Regions from separate parts of the Mus musculus genome. Here all the other regions are linked to region 2. A link is a contact called in public Hi-C and promoter capture Hi-C data. All regions are on one chromosome and are shown on one strand. The core of a region is the stretch at or near the end of the contact, and the rest is flanking DNA. Distances in the headings are between cores, read along the strand shown. Region 1 holds the start of Pdxdc1 (pyridoxal-dependent decarboxylase domain containing 1). Region 2 holds the start of Clec16a (C-type lectin domain family 16, member A). Region 3 holds the start of Ntan1 (N-terminal Asn amidase). Region 4 holds the start of Rrn3 (RRN3 RNA polymerase I transcription factor homolog (yeast)). Region 5 holds the start of Parn (poly(A)-specific ribonuclease (deadenylation nuclease)).

What was found. Promoter capture Hi-C pulls out the DNA fragments that hold promoters and counts their contacts. Hi-C and Micro-C count contacts between places; a contact is called where the count stands out from the background.
Region 1: a promoter capture Hi-C map of pre-B cells shows a contact between it and region 2, with 6 times the contacts expected there. The contact joins the promoter of Pdxdc1 here to the promoter of Clec16a in region 2.
Region 3: a contact with region 2 is called in a Hi-C map of uterus, with 9 times the contacts expected there. The contact joins the promoter of Ntan1 here to the promoter of Clec16a in region 2. A contact is called at or near these places in 2 of 484 Hi-C or Micro-C datasets (CD4 T cells and uterus).
Region 4: a promoter capture Hi-C map of pre-B cells shows a contact between it and region 2. The contact joins the promoter of Rrn3 here to the promoter of Clec16a in region 2. A contact is called at or near these places in 2 of 39 promoter capture datasets (liver and pre-B cells).
Region 5: a Hi-C map of CD8 T cells shows a contact between it and region 2, with 5 times the contacts expected there. The contact joins the promoter of Parn here to the promoter of Clec16a in region 2. A contact is called at or near these places in 2 of 39 promoter capture datasets (liver and pre-B cells) and 4 of 484 Hi-C or Micro-C datasets (CD4 T cells, CD8 T cells, regulatory T cells and 1 more).

What each region holds. Positions count from the first base shown.
Region 1 is chr16:13,901,779-13,904,478 of GRCm38.p6, reverse strand. It overlaps Pdxdc1 (pyridoxal-dependent decarboxylase domain containing 1), which reads left to right and starts at 1,334. Exons shown (of 23, transcript NM_053181.3): 1 at 1,334-1,564. The coding sequence starts at 1,544. It also overlaps a transcript of Mpv17l not described here.
Region 2 is chr16:10,544,009-10,546,708 of GRCm38.p6, reverse strand. It overlaps Clec16a (C-type lectin domain family 16, member A), which reads right to left and starts at 1,370. Exons shown (of 23, transcript NM_001204229.1): 1 at 1,067-1,370. The coding sequence starts at 1,146.
Region 3 is chr16:13,817,885-13,820,584 of GRCm38.p6, reverse strand. Ntan1 (N-terminal Asn amidase) reads right to left here and starts at 1,334. Exons shown (of 10, transcript NM_010946.4): 1 at 1,149-1,334. The coding sequence starts at 1,229.
Region 4 is chr16:13,779,418-13,782,117 of GRCm38.p6, reverse strand. Rrn3 (RRN3 RNA polymerase I transcription factor homolog (yeast)) reads right to left here and starts at 1,419. Exons shown (of 18, transcript NM_001039521.1): 1 at 1,279-1,419; 2 at 20-125. The coding sequence starts at 1,361. It also overlaps the pseudogene Gm6354.
Region 5 is chr16:13,666,909-13,669,608 of GRCm38.p6, reverse strand. Parn (poly(A)-specific ribonuclease (deadenylation nuclease)) reads left to right here and starts at 1,439. Exons shown (of 24, transcript NM_028761.3): 1 at 1,439-1,598; 2 at 1,998-2,075. The coding sequence starts at 1,580.

The DNA of each region.
Region 1 (2,700 bases), core at 85-2,584, 3.4 Mb before region 2:
TTCTTGTACCTCTGCCTAAAAAAAATAAGTCTTTAATAATATTGAAGTGTTCAGAGTTGTAATGTACCAGCACAAATATTGATGGATAGTTATCTGAATACACATGTGATAAAAAAAAAGAAGAAAATAGCAACTAATCTAGCTAATGGGCACATGACTGTTCACCGAAATTCTTTTGTCCTTTCTACAGGTTTGGAAATTTTCATAACACATTGTTTTGTTCAAGCAGGAGCACATCAGTTTTCAGTCTTTGAAAGGCACCATTTCAAGCCAGGCGTGGTGGCATACTCCTTTAATCCCAACACTCAGGAGGCAGAGGCAGGCGGATTTCTGAGTTCGAGGCCAGCCTGGTCTACAGAGTGAGTTCCAGGACAGCCAGGGCTGTACAGAGAAACCGTGTCTCGAAAAACCAAAAAAGAAAGGAAAAAAAAAAAAAAGGCACTATTTCATCACTTTTTTTTTTTTTTTCCAGTTAACTGGAGAGTCACTCAAAAGCAGCACACACGATTTCTTTGCTAGGAAATGTTAACAACACAAGCAGGCCATTTATCCAAATACAAAGTAGAGACCGCCTGCAGATAATTACTACACTGACAACCCGACCCAACCTGGGGGTTTGGGGGAGCATGCTGCATAAGAAATAGAGAGGGTAGGGATAGCTTTGTGGTTTTTAGCATCATCAGACTTCTGTGCAGGAAGTTTCACTGACCACAATGGTGGTAAGATCCCATTTCACCTACCCATCAGTAGTGGAGCAATGTAGGAAACAAATCCCACGGGCTCTTACTCACTAAAAACGCACTACCCCCACCTAGCGGGTGTGAAGCGGGAATAATGAGGTGTACTGCCGGGCTGCAAGGGACTAAACCTAAAACGGATAATAATGACCTCCATATCAAATTTCTGCTCTGATATAAAATGGAAAGGCAACAGACCTACTATTATCATTATTATTACCCATCCTCCGACAAGCCATCATTGTGACATGAGGGAGGACGCCAGAACAGCGGCCTCGAATTCCTTTCTGTCTGGACTTCTGAGGAAAGAGCTGACAAAATACATCATCCCGCGCATGCGCAAGGGTGAGCGCTGGTCTTAGGCTGCTAAGGTAAATAACTACTCCATTCCTGACCGGTGTTGACGGCGGAGGACTTGAAAGCCTGGCTTGGGCCGTGCAGCTGAGTCGATAGTATTTTACCTGGTGGATATCTCATTGCGACGGTCGTCACAGGCTTCAAGTTGGACCGCCCTATAGACGGGGTTCTTGCCACCAAGCAGCGTTAGGACCGGCCGGCGTGACGCCCAAGTACGGAAGCCTAGAAGGCCCCGCCCCGGGAGGCCCCGCCCACCCGACGGGCCTAGCCCCGCCTTCAGCAAGCCGCAGGATACCTGCGGGCCGCGCTGCGGGGCAGCTCCTCCTCCTCTCCGCCCCGCCGGCTGCGGGCGGGGAGGACGTCAGCGCTGCCAGCGTGGAAACCGCTGCGGGCCGCGGGAGGCGGAAGTAGTGCCCAGCACCGCGGGCCCAGCACCGGACGCCTCAGCCATGGACGCGTCCCTGGAGAAGGTACGGAAGGAGCGGGCGGCGCTGTGGTCCCGGGTCTTCGCCACCGGGGCGACTGGTTTCCCCGTAGGACTAAGGAGTCTCGTTGGAGGAGGGCGGCCGGGCCGGGCCGGGCCGGGCCACGTCACGGGGCCCGGTGGCTGAGGGGAGGTGGGCCCGGCGCTGTCGGAGCCGGCTTTGGCTTTACCGAGGCTCGGCGTAGGACCCGGCCTGAACCCGCGCTGGTCCTGTAGGGTGACAGGAGCAATCGGTGTGGGCCCCAGAAGCGTACGGGAAGAAGTCCTAGTTGTCGCGGAGGCCCCTGCAAAAGCCACAGATGTTCAGTGCTTTCCAAGTTAGGAGACAAATTGTAACTTTTGGCGGGCGTAGGAATCACCTGGGGACCTTGGTGAAAACATGGCTTTGCAGCCTCGGGTCTCAAGCTCGGGTGGGCGGGAACTCAGTTTGTAGAGTTTAAGAAGTTTCCCCACGTGATTCCGATGCTGTAGCAAGCAAACCCCAGACTAGAACCCCTGGTATCCAGAAAGGGTTGGGTATTCTGTAACTGGTGAGTTTATTTGGGGGCTGGGAAGAGGAGGTGGTCCCAGCTGGTCTCACTACGTTTGGGTTCCTCTTTCTGAGTGAGAATCATGAGAGGACTTCAGGTCAATTCCAAGTCCATGGGAACCTGTGTCTAGCCCTGCTCACCCCTTGGGGCAACAGCAGCTTGATGGATCTGGCTACCTACTCGGGCATGTTAAATAGACTCTAATTGTTCCCATCTAAGGGCTGGCTATTGAGAACAAACAGGTCCTTGGGTTTCTTCATGGACTGTGCTTTCAGTGCCTAACGTTCTGTCCTCCCAGTCTTTTCTCTCTGTCCCTTCTCGAAATTCTGCTTATCCGGTATGATGTAAAAACCTAGCTTTCCCTACAAGTGAAATCAATCCTTCCTTCCATCCTCCCCACCAACCCTCGCCCCCTTCTTCAATCTCTCCTTGTTCAGTCCCCGGTTTTGTGAAAGTAACCCTGGCTCTTCTGTAACTCTCTGTAGACTAGGCTGGTCTCGAACTTAAAGTGATCCTCCTGCCTCTGCCTCCCAAACTGCTGATATTACAGGACTTGTTGAAAGCAGTAATTGTAGAAATTAAGCCAGATGTC
Region 2 (2,700 bases), core at 121-2,620:
GTCTCTGTCTTCTACCACTCTCTCTTTGTAGTCCCTTCCAATCCTCTGGCAATATAAGTGCAAAGAAACCAAGCAGGTTCTCCCGTCTTGGGAGTGTCAGTTTAACAAAAGCTAGAAAGGAAGTGAAAATAAACAGAGCCACAGAAGACAGCAAGGGTATAATGACTGGAACTTAGAGACAGAAAGGAACTGGAATGGGCTGGGAAGGCTTGAGTGCCTCTGTTAGCCACTCCTGTAGAGCAATCCTGAATCAATCACTTAACATGCTCAACATTACCCAATTCTTGTACAGTTCCCAGTTCCCAGCTGGTAATGGCAAATTGGAAGGACAGAGAGAGAAAATATGCCCAAAGCTACAGTCATTAAGTCAGGATTTGAACACAGGTCTAACTCCAAAGCTAGCCTCTTCTGTGTACTTCCCTGTTTCCCCAGGACTCTGTAAGCCTCCTGTCTTCTCTAAAGGTGCTACTGCTGACTATCCCTCTAGAATTCCTTCTGAAAATACTTGTGTTCTTTTAATCAATGTTCTTTTTAGAGCACTTGTACATGTTCTGTGCGTTTTCTTCATTCTCTTATCCAACCAATCCTAAAAATAACCACAAAAAGTGGTACTGTCACTCTATTCGTTTTACAGTGAAGGAAACTGAAGCCTAAATGCATACTGTTAACTAAAATCGAATCCAGATCTGGCCGGGTCAATGGCCTCGTAACTATGCAGTCCAAGAAGTGCTACCCCAAGAAGCCCAGTGGCCACTGTCTGTCCCCGGGACATCAAGACAACTCCAGCCCACAAAACGAAAACTCAACGATGCCCTTACTTTTCAGGTTAGGTGTCTGGAGACTGAAAAATCACGCGACTTGTCCAAGGTCACACACAGAGCCAGAAGTGAAAGAGTCAGGGTTCGAAGCCAGGTGCCCTGACTCCAAAGCCTTGCGGATAACCAACATACAACCCTCCCGCGGCACCCCTGTCTTCCTCGCACCTCCGAGCCCCGCAAGCCAAGCCCGCGTCTGGGCGTCCGCGCCCGGCCCCGCGGCCTTCCCGCCGCGCGCCCCGCACACTCACTTCAGGTGGTCCAAGGAGTGGATGTTGCGGGAGGACTTGCTGTGGCCCCCGCCCACCCAGCTCCGTGAGCGTCCAAACATGTCCGCAGACCAGCCCTGTCGCCTGCCTCACGGTTTCATGTCCGAGCCGCCCAGCGGCCCGGTGTCCGCGGCGACATCTCAAGCCCAGCCAGCGGCGGCGGGGGCGGTGGAGAGACTGCCAAGCACCTTGCTCCCCAGCCCAAAGCCCCGCACTGACATTCAGCCGGAACCGGCCGTTCGACCGCCGCGCTTTACGGCCGCCGCCGCGAGGAAATCTGGGAAATGAAGTTCTCCGGCGAGGCTCTTGACGACAGGACTCTGCGAACGGACTACAAGGACCGGCATGACTCGCGCGACCGTCCAGAGGAGGCGGGACAAGAGGAAGGAAGAGGCTGGGCACTGTCAAGGTGGGCGGAAACGGTTTGCTGAAATCGGAGTAAGACTATCTGACCTTATTTATTGTTAGCTTTGTGATTAGAAGAGTGTCTCGAAACCCCAGCTAAAATTGGAGACCACCCTTGGCAATTTGGCAAGGTTTAGTTCTCTTAAAAAGTATTACGTGCGCGTGCGCGCGCGCGCGCGCGCACACACACACACACACACACACACGCACTTAGAGTCTGTAAAACTTTGGAAAGCAAGTTCTCGCCTTCCACTATTTGAGATCTGAGAATTGAAGTCGGATCTTCAGACTTGTCAGCATCTTTGCTTAACAGCTGAGCCATTTTGATGGGTCTAACTCTTTAAAAAAATTTTTTAAAGGGGTGGGAATGTGGCTTATGCATTATGGATGCAACCTTCAATATCGCAATAATAAGAATTAAAAATAAAAAGCATTGAGTAGTACATTATCATTTGTCATTATCCTAAGTGATTAATTATTTAATTCTCACAACCATATGAAGTAGATGCTGTTATTAACCTTATTTTACAATTCAGGAAACTGAGTCACAGAGGCACTTTATGTGTGACAGACGCAGGATTCAAGCCCAGGTACCCTTATTTGCTTCTGTTGACAAAACCAATCAGTAACATTCTGGTTTGTCCTTACAACCTTTTTCTTTTGCACATTAGTCTTAAAACATTTTGTAAAGATGTGAGCAGCATTGTAAAGCTAACCACGATGAACTTTCAGAGGTTTCCTCTGGTCATTATTGAAAACTCATGCCATTTCCCAACTAATTCAGTAAGAAAGAAAGAGAACTCCAAGATCTCCATGAAAGGTTACATACACCTGGACTTCCTTCCCAGACTGGAAGTGGGAACCTCGGTGGGAAGCAAGATTTTGTGCCCCACACCCTCTCATTTATTCATTTCTACATCTCATAGCTATTTAACCCCTGTGACAGCCCATTGACTGTCCTAGGAAAAGAGTTGAGTCAGGGACCAATGTTCTCTCCAGGGCCCAGGACAAGATTTGCACATAGCACGTTTTTAGATGAATATTGATAGAGTGAATGGTTTGCATTGCTTCCAAGAATTAGAGAGATGTAGACTGGCATCAGGCTAATGGTTTCCCATGTAAAAGTCATGAAAGAACAAGAACATGTCTGACCTCCAAAGGAAATGACAGAGACTCAGCAGCTTCGAGAATCCATTTCTCTGGAATTTGTT
Region 3 (2,700 bases), core at 85-2,584, 3.3 Mb before region 2:
ATTTTCTACTTTCCTCTACGGAGCCTTCACATCATCCCCTAAGGCAAGTGGGCCTGAAGTCCTCACTCCAACTGTTCCCCTGGCCTCTATGTGCAGCCCTCTTTGCCCTCCTCACTGGGGGCCTCCTTGGCCCCACTTCCCTGCTCTTGAAAACCAACTCTCCACTCTGCATCCTTTCTGGGCTGCGTCTCCCTAAATAAACCAAACCCTTGCTTCCGGAGACACCACCCTACATCACCTCGTCTCTGCCTCATGTAATGTGCTGCGTGGCCACTAAAACTACAAGTTTCAGACACAGGAGAGAGGCTCCTAAATCCTTGAAGTGCTGGAACTTTTCTTGTGTTATTTCTGGCTTCATCGACACAGTGTACAGTGCCTAGCCCGATTTGTAGGAGCCAGTATTAGGATCAGGCTGTCTTGAAATTCAAATTAACAGTCAGTCTCCCTGTCCCGTAGTTCTCAGGGGTCATTCTGCCCATTCACTTACCCAACAAATATTCGGTTAGCACAATGCCATCTGCTTTCAGGAAGCATTTGCTCCAGGAAGCAGATCCAGGGGAAGACAAAGCAAGTAAGCAGACAGAACCACAAACTCCACAGAGACGCAGTGCTTCACCTCTCAGAGGGAACGTGGGCATCTTTCCTTCAAGGCTATAACTGATTAGGAAACAGGTCCCGTCCTAGACTGTACTATGTGAGATCCATGGACGGGCTGAGTCCAAATTAGTATGTGGGATACTTGGTCATCACTGCCTTCACTATGAGCCCTCTTTCAGAAGTCCCCACAAGGAAAGAACAAGACTCCATCAGGGAGCAGTCCTCCCGGACCCAGCAACTTCCAAACGAATCCCTTATTTCTAGCTAAAAAATAATCCGCGCCCCTCTACGCCCTGGGGGGCAGGAATGAGCGCGCAAAGAACTGGGACCCCCGCCCACACCTTTCTGCAGCTGGGTAATGCGGGGATCCGCACGAGCGCCCCGACTTGCAGAGCCCGCCGAGTGTCCTCGCGCTGTGTACGCGCTGTGCGACCTTCCGTAAGTCACCTTAACCTCTCTGGGCCTCGTCTCACCAGGTCCCTAGTGAAAGCGCGTCGGCGGCCGGGCTGCGGAGTTCCCATCCGCCCCGAAAGCCCGGGTAGGTCGCTCACCTCCAGAGGCGGGTGCGCCCGGACCAGCTCCACAGCGGACCGTGGCAGACGGACGCGCTGCCCATCCACCAGCAGTGGCATCGTCTAGGCCGCCGCCAGGCCGAGTTAGGTGGCCACCGCCCCGCCCCGCCCCGCTCCGCTTCGCCCCGCCTCGGGGCATGCCACGCCCACCGTGGGCGCCGCGCCCACCGCGGACTCGGCCCGGATGTGTAGTCCAGGCGGACGTGGAGCAGCCCGAAGAGATCGAGGAGACGGAATAGCCCTTGGGCTGCAAGGCATCACGGGAGATGTAGTCCAAACTTTGTCGGCGTCCACTCACTACCCGTGTCCCTCCTGGCTGGTGCCAGCAGCTGTAGTCGCAGAGACTTGAGCATTAAGGACGCGGAAAGGAGAACCTCGAGGGTAGCCTCGCGCTTTGCGTCACCCAGCCCTGACCCCTGCCTCGGCCGAGTTGATTCGCAAAAGTTTATTCAGTCAACGTCCCTTTCAGCTGGCAGACGTAGTGCAGAAGGCGTGGGGAACCCGAGAATTGCGGCCCCAGCTAGCACCGCGGGGGCGTAAGCGCGGAAGAAACAGGGTCCTCACATATACCTGCTTTTGTTATATAACTCCTCCCCCTCACCCCCCACCCCCCAGTTATCCCGGATTGGTTAATGAAGGTGCCTACAGCCTGCAGCTGGGCAGAAGAGAAGTAGGAGGGGCTTGGGGTCTGACGCAGGGACCACAGGGAAGGAGAGCGGGAGTTTCTATTGGTGTACAATTCCACCAGGCTCAGGCCAAGAGCTACCCAGCAACAGCTTGTGTCATTGCCCGCTGCCCGCCAGGTGCAAGGCAAGTGTGACAGCAGCACCAGCATACAGAGGAGTCACTACCCCAGTTCTTTCACTCTCTATTCCCATGTGTTCTCAGGCAGCCTCTCTTCCCTCTCTTTGTCCTCCGCTTCTGCCCCTTTCTATATCCCTATTCATTTCATCTTTATATTTGATCTGTCTCAAGGTGTGATTCCTCAGGGGGATACCTTGACATGGGCCCGCCCACCGCATTATCCCGGAGCTTTATATTTCATAAGTTTCAGATAGGCTAGGAGGATGAACTGGAGCAATGAGGAAAGAGTCTGGAGCAAGATCATGAAAACACACGAAGCCCAAAGAACCTGACGATAAGAATTGGGGTCATGGGTGGGAGGTAGCCAGATTATCTTAAGAGGTTAACAGATCATTTAACTCCTCAGCTATTGAGGAGCTGCTTGGAATAAATCTTGTTTTCTCCGCGTGGTTAATGTTATGGAGACTAGCATGAGATAAAGAAATACAGTCGGGCAGTGGTGGAGTGGTGGCGCATGCCTTTAATCCCAGCACTTGGGAGGGAGAGAGGAGAGAGGAGAGAGAGAGGGGAGAGGGGAGAGGGGAGAGGGGAGAGGGGAGAGGGGAGAGGGAGAGGGAGGGAGAGGGAGAGGGAGAGAGAGAGGGAGGGAGAGAGAGAGAGAGAGAGAGAGAGAGAGAGAGAGAGAGAGAGAGGGAGAGAGAAATCCGGTTGCCAGATAAATCCGGTT
Region 4 (2,700 bases), core at 170-2,669, 3.2 Mb before region 2:
AAACCCCACCTCCTCGTACCTTTTTGTATTTCAGTAAGACTTCTGTCACAGTTCCGCCAAACCGAACAGTTTTTTTCGGAGGAGAATTGAAGAAATCGCTCTCTAACGCGAGCATATCGGAAAGCCTGAAGAACCAGGAAGACCAGTTATCAAATTCATGACAGAGAATGACGGCAGGGAGCATGGCTGAGCCAACATCATTTTGTGTGATGAGGCTTAAGTTTCTCAAATGATATCCCTCCTTCCAACCTTCTCTCCCAGGAAGCCACTCTTCCCTCAGTAAATCTGTCTCAGAAGCTGTGGCAGAATCCAACCTAGGCTACATAATGAGATCTTATTAAGAGTAAGGGAAGGAAAAGAAACTCCATATTCCCACATTAACCCTGTAAGATCCTGTTTAACCAGCCACCTTTCCTAACCCTGATCTCATGATACAATCATTTGTTAAAAGCGTGATGTCCTTTCTATTCCTCAAATTTGTCAAGCTGATTCCCATTTCACCTGCTACTCGCTGTTAGAAACACTCTTCCCAAGGTTGGAGTTCAAATGTCAGAGGCCCTCTCCACCAGAACCTCATACACTCACGCTTTATCCTGGAACGTTGTAGTTCTTCATAGCATTTACTGATACCTGAAACTATCTTATCCATGTATTGCCGCCGCCCCCCCACCCCACTGCCCCGCCTCCGGCTCTGCTGGGTATGGGTTAGTGTCTGGATAAGCTGCTGTCCCCAGTGCCTTAACACAGAGTATACACACTTTATTAACAATTGTCAGTACTATGCTAAGTGCTTTACAAGGTTTACTTCGTTTAAACAAGAGAATCAGACAAAATCTAAAGGTTAGATTCCAAATGTTTTATAGGGATAGGTATTTTAAAATGTTGGGCAAAAAGGACTGCTTATATAATATACGGTTCCACTATGCTACTGCTTGCTTCTACAGAAACAAATTTCAAACAAAATTTTTGGAATTCGATAGGTCACCAGTGACAGCTTTCCCCTAGATATCCAAAACCCTGGAAATGCCGCCCATGTCTTGGCCAAGAGAGGGAAGAGGAAAGGCACGGAAGATTAGCCTAGAGTCCCACAAGGGTGCCCCAAGAGTGAGTGGGAAACAATGGAACAGACAAGGCTCGCCCGGGCAGAGGGGACCCGAGGGAACCAGAGGCTCCTGCGTGCCCGAGCCGAGCCCGCACGCCCGGCCCCCTCGGCACATGCGGAGAGCTCTCAGCGGGCTCGAGCCCCGCACCCGCAGGCGGAGGCCGCCCGGATCTTACCCAGTCCGCGACGCACTCAGCGTGGCAGAGGCCGCTGCCGTCACATCGCCCGACAAGCGCGTGTGAAGCAGCGGGGCCGCCATTCGGCCTGAACTGAGCGAACGCCCGGCCTTGCGCCGGAAGCCACGACCTACCCGCCCCGGAAGTGGCGCTGCAGAAGGCAGCCCCTTGCGGGACGCGGCCCACGTGAGCAGAGCGTAAGGATCGCAGCAAGAAGGCGGGTAGGCTTGCGTCTGACCTTAACCGGCCTGAAGCTTTCCTAGAAATAGGCTGGCACAGCTTGGCGGGGCAATCGGTGGCCGCATTCCTCAGAAACTCCTTCAAAAAGAAGCTTGTCTTAGAGGCGTGTGCACGTGACCTTGGCGCTCAGGAGGTGGAGGCGGGAGGATAAAAGGAGTTCAAAGCGGGTTTCCTTCTGGGAAGTGAGTGGAGGAGGAAGGTCAGCTGGGTGCTTTCTCTGCCTCTCTGACCTAGCAGGCTTGCACCCCAGCATCTGGCCCCTGAGTCTTCATTGGTAAAATCGAACGGCTGGGATTTTTTTGGTTTTCAAACAACATGTTGGCTCTCTTAACTTTTGGCAAGACTCCGAGGGACACTGAGAGATCACTCCTGCTGAGGACAACCTGAGAAGCCATCAGATTTGGTCCCGTGCATCAAGCCAGAAGCAGCCACAGGGATGGCTGTGTTTCTCATGACCCCACACAAGAAGACCACCATCTTCACTGAGGCCAAGGAGTCAAGCTTGGTGTTGGCACTCAAGCGCATCATTGAGGGCATCATGAAGAGGCCTCCTGAGGAGAGCTGCTGTTCAAGGACAACCAGCTCCTTGATGAGAAAACTCTGGGGGAATGTGGCTTCACTAGTCAGGTAGCAAAGCCACAGGCCCCAGCCACAGTGGGCCTGGCCTTCAGAGCAGAAGATGCCTTTGAAGGCCTGCCTATCTACCCCAATTCTTGTCCTCCAGAACTTCCAGGTGTGATGAAGGATTCTGGAAATAGTGCTAAGGAACAAGTTGTACAGTGAGGGCCCCAGGCCCACCTCCTAGAGATCCATTCCTCCCCCACCACCACCACCACCAAAAAAAGGGAGTTCAAAGCCAATGGGTAACTATTAGGACCTGGGTTACTCAGGTAAAGAGCCCGGTTTAATGTTAGTAATACAGGCACTGGAGAGGTGGAAATAGAAGGATCCTGTATATCATTTTAGACACATTTTCACACCTTACTCTGTGTGAAACACATATTACACAGTGACCTAGCCAGAAGTGTGGAGACTGGTAAAAAGCCAGAGGGGAGAGTTGGACCGATGTTACCATGGGTAAGAGAACCCAGGCTGGGGAGCTGGGCATGATGGTACATACCTTTAATCTCAGCACAAACAGGCAGATCTCTGAATCTGAGGCTAGTTTATTTAGACTATCGC
Region 5 (2,700 bases), core at 190-2,689, 3.1 Mb before region 2:
GGCTGGATGTCTAAGTTGGTCTTTTGGAAGGAGGGCCTCAATGCCAGTGAAGGAATGGACTTCCTACAGGGTAAGCAGGCAAAGAGTAAGCGCTTCCTTCTTCCAGGTCCTTACATAGGCTGCCAGCAGAAGGTTGGCCCAGATTAGAGTTGTGTCTTCCTACCTCAAGATCTAGATTAAAGGTGTGTGTCTTCTTGCCTCAAGATCTGGATTAAGCATGTATGTCTTCCTACCTCAGAGGTCTGGACTAGAAGTGAATTCACTCACTGTAAATCAAGCAGGAAATCTCTCACAGGTGTGCCTTCCATTTCTGAATTGTAGCTTAGTACAGATATTGTCAAGTTGACACCCAAGAATAGCCATCACACGGGGTCTCATTTACTCTTTGGAGGATAAATATTGGAAAGATTACAGTTGTTAACAGCCAACTATCTAGCCCCTGTGAACACTTTATCTCTGGAATAAGCCAGCAGGGGCTGGCTAACAAAATCCTGAAACTCTTTGAGGTGAGCTGAATGTAGGGCTGGAGAGATGGCTCAGAGGTTAAGAGTACTTGCCACTTTTGTAGAGTGTTAGGTCACAAAGTAGGCTCCCAAAAATGGCTCTGCCTTTTCTGATTACCTAACACTCTCTGCTGCAGAATTTTGCTCTTTATCTCCATAGCAACTATCATGTTTCCAAGTAGCAAGTCTGATGTCTGCCTGGCTTTTTTTTTTTTTTCTTCTTATCCAAGTTTTACGCTGCAATGGGACAACCACCATGATTTGTCATCACAGTGTCTCTCTTCTACCAGAGTGGCATAGAACCGGAACTCAGTCAATATGGGGCATAGAGATGGTTCCGTGGGTAAGAGCACTTGCTGTGGAGTCATCCAGACTCATGGACAAATCCCCAGCACCCATGAAAAAAAAGCTAGGCACAGCCCTGCAATCTTGTAAACCCAGTGTTGGGAGTCAGAGACTGGCATTTTAGGCGCCACTCCGGCTGAAACAAGTTCAGTCAGTGAGAGAGACCCTGTCTCAAGGAAGGTGGAGAACAAGAACAGCCACGGGAGGTCCTTCTTTGCTTACTACTAGTGATCACCGACCGCCACACAAATGCGCACGTATACTTCTCCAACACTTTACCCCACAAATTAAGCAAGAATTATATATTTGTATATATAAAATTAATTTAAAAATTTTTAGACAGACTCTCATTATGTTCCCTAAGCTGGCCTCGAATTTGCAAATTCTCCTGCCTCATCCTTCTCAGACTGGAATTATAGACCCAGGGGAAACCAGTCCATATGTCTCTTGATCAACCAGGTTCAGGACAGGAAACTTCTCCAACATATGGGCCAGGCCTTGAGACTTTGATAGCAATGCCCCTTTTTCCTTTCTAGGCAGCCCGGAGGGCCCGGGCTCCGCCCCTAACGTGACACAGATCTGACGCAGGCGCAGCGGCGCGCGCTGTTTCCGGAAGTGTCCTGTGCTGTTTCGTGGCGGCCTCCGACATCCCCACGCTGCTTTTGCTGCGGAACTCTGCGCGTGGACCGGCGTCAGCCTGGGCGGGGCCAAGGTTCCGTCTGCGCCGCAGGATGGAGATAATCCGGAGCAGTGCGTGTCCGCCGCACAACCCCCATCCCTGTCCTCAAGCCCACCTAGCGTGCTAGGCCCAGACCTCTCGAGTTTAGCGGGGCCCGGGACAAGTCAGTCCCGCCGGGCAATACTTCCTCTGAAAAGCGGTGCTGCTGGTGGGACTTGTCGCTCTGCAAAGCGTGCACCTTTGGCATCCATGCCTTTCTTTTCCCTGCTCACCTGCTCAGGGCTAGCCCTTTTCAGTCGTGCATACTTTATCTAGTGACCCCTGGAGGAGGTGTCCCTTGTGGTCCTTGAACACTTATTCCGCTTCTCCGATGCCCCGGGAGCTCCTCCGGCCCTTTCTCCCATCTCCCTTTAGTTGGTGGGCAGGAAGGCAGGCCACCTGTTCTGAGCCTTTTCTTGGTTTCTCTGCAGATTTTAAGATTAATCTTCACAAAGTGTACCAGGCCATAGAGGAGGCTGACTTCTTCGCCATCGATGGGGAGTTTTCAGGTATCACTCCCTTGAAAGCTCTGGGCTTACACCTTGTATTGCAAAGGCTCCCTGCCTCCTTCCTCACTGGTCATGGCAAAAGCCTGGGAGAGATGTGGTTTTGTGGTTGGTCAGGGCGTGAGATTTTTGGATAGAGATTATGGTTCTGGTGCTGTTTAAACTAATTTAGGTGTATATGGTTAAAAAGCAGGGGGTTTAGGTTGAGGTCTTTTTCCTGTGACAAAATACACCTATCCAAGTTTATCATTTCGAAATGCACACACTACACACACACACAAATATGTATATGTATATGATGAGTGGAGGCCAGAGGTTGTTTTTGGGTAGCTTATGTTTAAAATAAGTTTTCAACGTGTTTCTCTTGTTGAATCTAGAGCTGGGTATTTTACTAAGATGGCTGGCCAGCAGGCCCCCCGAATCTGTCTCTCCTACAAGATCCATGCTGGGGTTACAGGTGCCAGGATGACAGCTGTGGGGTCCTGTTACTGTGTGCTGACATGCTCAGTTTTTATATGGTGAAGGTCCAAACTCAGGTCCTCGTGTTTGCATGGCAAGCACTTTACGCTTCAAGACATTTCCTAGCTCTATTGCATTTGTTCTTAAGTGGTTTTGGAATTTGGTAGCA